Linked DNA regions of Mus musculus: region 2 is linked to region 1. A link is a contact called in public Hi-C data. All regions are on one chromosome and are shown on one strand. The core of a region is the stretch at or near the end of the contact, and the rest is flanking DNA. Distances in the headings are between cores, read along the strand shown. Region 1 overlaps Sphkap (SPHK1 interactor, AKAP domain containing). Region 2 holds the start of Sphkap (SPHK1 interactor, AKAP domain containing).

Region 1 (2,794 bases), core at 146-2,645:
GAAAACCACTTCTAGAAAAGAAATGAGAAAGACAAAGTTGAAGCTGGAGCCAGAGTGGGAGGGGGGGCTATTCTTCACTTATCTACTTACAGAGAGAGTTACCTGTTCCCACAGCTTTCTTGTTATTCTGCATGGTTTTCCTTTGTTGACAGATGCCAAGGTGATCTTTCTTTGCCTTTCTGAATCATGCACTTTAAACCTGAGCCACAGGAGCCTCCTGAATACATTTAAAGCTTTGTCCCACTTTGCCCCCACTTCCTATTTTGGTGATGAATTTCCTCCTCTTTCCCCATGTTCCAGCTTAGTGAACCATTAATCTTTCTCAGAAAAGCTTCTGGAATTCTGAGGGGTGGCAGTGTGTCCTGGACACTCATGCAGCCTCACTTGGTGCTGAACCTAGGGTAGAGCTGGCTGTGCTAAATTTGTGGAGTTCAGGTGTGCAGGTACACACACACACAAACACACCATTACCATCAAGCTTTCTCTTTGGCCATACCAGGGAGCTGTTCTTGGTCAAGTTTACCAAGGGTCATCTCAGTCTTTTCTACCAGAGTCACACTTGACCCTAAGTCAATGTTGGCCTAAGATCATATTATCCTAGGAAGATGGATTTAATAGAGAAAGGAATTTTTATGTCTCCCAGTGCAGCCCAGCCAGAGAATCAGCATGCTGGTGTTGGTTTCCTGTTCTTCCCAAGGAGCAGAGGCTACAGTTGGTCCCTATAGCATTCATATAGCAAGTTAACACCAGAGCCACGCTATACTCTGCTTAAAAACTCCATCATTTCATAGAAGATCTGTTCTTTGCAAAAAGGATTAAAAGAGAATGAGCTTCATCCTTCATGGTCATTGGCTAAATGCAGTACCAGGAGCTGGGCCTGTGATAGGTAGCCAGGGGCCTTGATCTTTTGTTCTAACCAAGAACACATGGGGATGCTCACTGATTTATACCATATCCGTTTCTGTCTACCTTCATATGTGCCGATGATTTAGAGTCCTGTCCTTTCTTCTTTATATCCTCTTGTGATTCTGTGCTTTAATTAATGTCTATGCCAAGAAATTCAAACTCAAATGCTTAACAAAGAAGGCCACATGAATGCGACAGACACCAGCAGTGAATAAAGCCAGCATATGCCACTAATGTGGCCTCCTGCCATTCATTGTGCTAAATGAAGAAGATATTTCATGTAACACAAACACAAATAATGCTGAAAATATCATTTTGAGACCAAGAATTTAAACTATCCAGAATAAGAAATCAGAAAAAAAAATCGTCTATTAAGTTCTCAGTTACTAAAAGCTGATTGTGAACTAAAATTACCAGATTACCTCATCACCCCAAGTCTTGATGGCAAGATTAGTTACACTATTTACAGTGTACAGTGCCAACCTTGGCCATGCTCCCACTGATCAGAAGAGACATGGTCATGTCTTCGCTTTCCTGGTAGGAATGACTGCTCCCAAGCCCAACAGCTGTCAGGCTGGGTACACTTCTGCTGCTTCTGTTTAGGGTAGCAACACTCAAGGAAGTTCTAGAAATCAAATACCCCAGAGTTGTTCTCTCTATTCTAATTCTTGCGATTCTGTTTTCCAGCAATCTCTTCCTTTCCAGTTGAGAGTAAAAGAAGATGAGTAATACCAACCAAGTTCACTTGCACTTTGACATCAATTAAATCATATCCTTAAAACCATTATGTAGGAATGTTCTCCTTCAGAAACTTGTAACTTCTGGACTGTTAATACAGTATATTTGTGTGTGTGGCACATCACGGCTGGTTCTCATGTCAACTTGCCACAAAATAGAGCATCCTGAGTAGGGAGCCTCAGCTGCAGATGTGTCCTAAGTACTTGGATTGATGTGGGAAGACACACCCAGACTGCAGGCAGCATCTTTTGGTAGAGCACACTCAGATCGTGGGCAGCATCTTTTGGAAGCAACCCAGATACAAATAGTGTCACAGAATGTAGATCACATTCTCTCCTCGTGCTCACTTGGCCTTACCTCTTGCCCTGAGTAAATTTAGCATGATGCTACCGATAGATCCTCTTCTGATGTCAGAACCACCATTTCTTTCTAAGCTTTGGTCATCTTTGATTTTGAATCATAGAGCTGTAACTCCAGGAAACTTCTATGCTTCTGGTGCCAGATTGAGACTGCAAAGGTACCCAGCTTCGGGGTGACTGACCAACTAGTGGCTGTCACCTCCACCTCCCACTAGCAAGAGACAATCATTGTGGGGATTACTTTGAGTGTGAAGGCACCCACCCTCACAGACCAAAAGACTACCAGGTTCTCATCTCTCAGGTGTGATTCTGCTATAGTTATTTTAAAGGTGTTTATATGTGTGTGTGTGTGTGTGTGCCTGTGTGTGTGTTTGTGTGTGTGCACATGTGTGTGTGTTTTATATATGTATATGTGTTATATATGTATATATATATGTATATATATATATGTACCTATGTGTTATATATCAATTATATATATATATGAATAAATATATGAGCACATATAAATATATATGAACCATATATACATAAATGAACAGGTCATTGGGAATGGATTCTGACTACTACCCGGAAATTCTCTTTTGGAACATACTGCTTTCATTTTTCTGTAACTACATCTACTTCTGAATTTTGCAGATAGCAATAAACAGCACCTCCTCCCCCCCCCAAAGAGATTTTTCAAGAGCACTGAAAATTTGGCCCAGAGAAAGTATTATACAGAGTCTGTTACCATGGGTAGAATTAGTCCTCAGTTTTCAGCTGGTCACCCTTATAAAGTGTCTATTTTT
Region 2 (2,727 bases), core at 140-2,639, 96 kb before region 1:
TACATTAGCTTATTAGGCTCCCAGATTACTTCTGAAGGGATAGTGGTCCACACCTCAGCCTTGCTAGGTAGTTCCTTTCTGGTCTAACTGATAGCTCTGTGGCTATGTCTCCAAAGATGTGCACCAAGGCTGCTACATGACCTCATTACTTCTGAGCTTTAGGCCTCCTCTAAATTGCCACCAAGGTTCTCTAAGGGCTATACAGAGCTCAAAATCTCCCCACCTTCTTTGCTCTCATAACATCTATCTGGGTGGTATTGTGGCTGGTTAGGAGAACCCTCTATTGGTGCCAATTTGTGGAGATGTCAATTGCTTCTTCCTGGAAGGGATGAAAGTCCTGATCCATGCTTAGTCTTTCTTGCACAATTGACCCTACGAGTGACTTGCATCCTTCCAGCTCAGGACACTGGAATATGAACTTCCCCCATAGCCTTTGGTGTTACAGTTTAGAGTGGGATTTTCTCCTCTAACATTCAGCCATCATGAAGCAGGTATCTGTGCATTTTCTGCCTGTCTAGGCTGTTTCTGTCATTTGGCTAGAGACCCCCACTACATTCTTTGCATGGTCAGGCCCCTAGTTGTTCTCCTTGCTTCTGCCAGAATTTTTCTATATACAATTCATAATATGGAGAGTCCTAGTTAGACTTGCAAGAAGCAAAAGGGGAAATTTTATTTATCTCATCTTCCCATTCCTGGAAGTCTCAGGGTATTCATTTTTAGTTTGCTTTTCAATTCAAAAAGAAAGGGCACAAGGTTCCATGCCCTCTTTTTAACAGAGAGTTGCTATCATCAGTGTCTTGATTTCTTTCTTTAAAAAAAAAGTCTGTTTCTGCTCAAAGAGATGCTGAGCAGACAATAGAGCATCAGTAAATCTTGCCTTCGGTTCTGAAAGCTGCCTCAGAAGGATGGCCACTGTCGCGAGTTTTTGAAACTTTTATCTCCTCATAGGGTCAAACAGGTGAGAGATGATGGTGTCCCATTTAAGGAAAATGAGTTACATGGAGACAGGAGAGAGTTAAAACAGGACAGAGGCTTAGAAGAAAGCAAAGGAGCTGGATACATTGACACAAGTGACCACGCCTGCACCTCCTGTTTTGTTGTAGAGGACAAATAGAGGGTCTTCAAGGGGATGTGTGTGCCACCAGTAGGGGCAGCGGGAAGCCAGAACTGCCAGAAGTGAGCCTGTAAATGCAGCCAAGTGGATGAACAACTTCAGGGCTGAGACTTGGTGTTCACCAGAGAAAGCAAGGGGCGGGACTGGACTAAGGGGAGGGGAGTGAGCAGGGAGCAACAGCGAAAGGCACAGAAGGCAGTCAGTCCCCCGAGACCTGGGAGGGAGGCGGGAATTAGGCTGAAGGGTCAAGTCCAGCCAGCAGTTTTCAAGATCTGAGCAGACCACAGGAGGCGCCACCAGGACATCTCTGCAGCGCTTGGTGGCCAGGGAGGAGCGAGCATCAATCTCCGCTGCGGGTCTCAGTCACTGCTGCTCCAGCCTGCACGTCTCTGTCCTCGCGCAGGGCGCTCAGGCTTCTTAGCCTTCGCCTGCGCTGTCAGCTTTTCTCTGCCTGCGGTCAACCATGGATGTCAACTCCCGGCTTTCTGTGCAAAGGTAAGACTCGCTTCTCCATATGCCTAATGTGATGTCTCTCAAACTCCGCTGGGCACTAGAGATCATAGGCAAAGTTGCTTTCCACCCTTTGCTCTCCTTAGAGATTCCCACGGAGAAGTCAAGTTCCTGCACGACTGATCCTTGGGATCGGCCCTTGAGAGGTGGGGGTGAGGGGTGGGGGCTTCAATTCTGTTAGCTACCCCACTGGGCGCCCGGCTGGGTGGGGCCTGTGTGCTGGAGCCAGGTGCCTGCCTCTAAGGCTGGGGGAGGGGGGGCTGGGGGCGGGTAGTGGTGGTGAGGTCTCCTCTGCCAGGCGAGGTATCTGGGGAATCGGGCTTTTAGTGTTATATTACCTGGAGCAGTTTTGCGCCTTGACTTGGAATGCGTTCCAAGGTGGAGAACAGAGACCTGAGGGATCAAGACCAAAGCTGATTTACCTCCAGTTCTGTTGACCTTAACCTGGGTTAGTGTTTGGGGCTTTGGAGTGAGCTACAAGGTCTTGTAGGCTTGGGGAGGGGGAGATCTCTTAGATCTCTCACTGGCACTAACCTGAGCCCACCTGTAATCCTGGGCAGAGGAGACCTCTTTGGTCCTTTAGCATCTCTGAAGCGCTAGTTCCACCTAGTGTCTGAGTCCCTTCCCCAGACCGGTAAGTCCAGCCACCTGAAAGACGTGGTTACAATGTTTTGTTGTTTGGTCTTGTGTTTCCTCTCTCTTTCCTCCTGTTCTGCTCTACTCCGGACCCAGCTGGAGAATTCAGTACTCTATGACTTTTGTTCTTCTCCCTAAAAAATATCCGGGTTGAACCGAGTCTATCTCTCAGGTGCCCAACTGAGCAGGTAGCTTTGAGCCCTTTGTGCTCTCTGCCCAGCAGGAAACTGAGCATTCGCAGTTCACACCTAGAGCTCCTAGTACTGTTGAATGCTGCAGCCTGGGCTGCCATGCTGAGATCCCACAGGCCCACCTTTCAACTCCACCGAGGCTCAGGGCTAATCTTTTAGGCTCTTACTTCTTATCTCCCCACCCCAACTCACCCCACCCCAACCAACCCCAAAAAACTAAGGTAGTTTTCAGCTGACACTGTCAAGCACTGAAATAAACAAGTTGAGCTAGAATTC

What was found. Hi-C and Micro-C count contacts between places; a contact is called where the count stands out from the background.
Region 2: a Hi-C map of cerebellum shows a contact between it and region 1, with 2.1 times the contacts expected there. The contact joins the promoter of Sphkap here to the enhancer-like site in region 1. A contact is called at or near these places in 3 of 39 promoter capture datasets (cranial neural crest, embryonic stem cells and hippocampal neurons), 1 of 484 Hi-C or Micro-C datasets (cerebellum) and 1 of 9 other capture datasets (liver).

Annotation. Positions count from the first base shown.
Region 1 is chr1:83,310,417-83,313,210 of GRCm38.p6, reverse strand. All of the region lies in intron 4 of Sphkap (SPHK1 interactor, AKAP domain containing), which reads left to right. Among named protein-coding and RNA genes, the nearest start is that of Sphkap, 96 kb to the left of the region's middle. Within about 2 kb of position 1,395, at least 2 of the 459 cell types and tissues checked have an H3K27ac peak or open chromatin away from gene starts, as enhancers often do. A contact at or near this core is called in cerebellum, where this site is marked.
Region 2 is chr1:83,406,862-83,409,588 of GRCm38.p6, reverse strand. Sphkap (SPHK1 interactor, AKAP domain containing) reads left to right here and starts at 1,389. Exons shown (of 12, transcript NM_001356547.1): 1 at 1,389-1,609. The coding sequence starts at 1,582.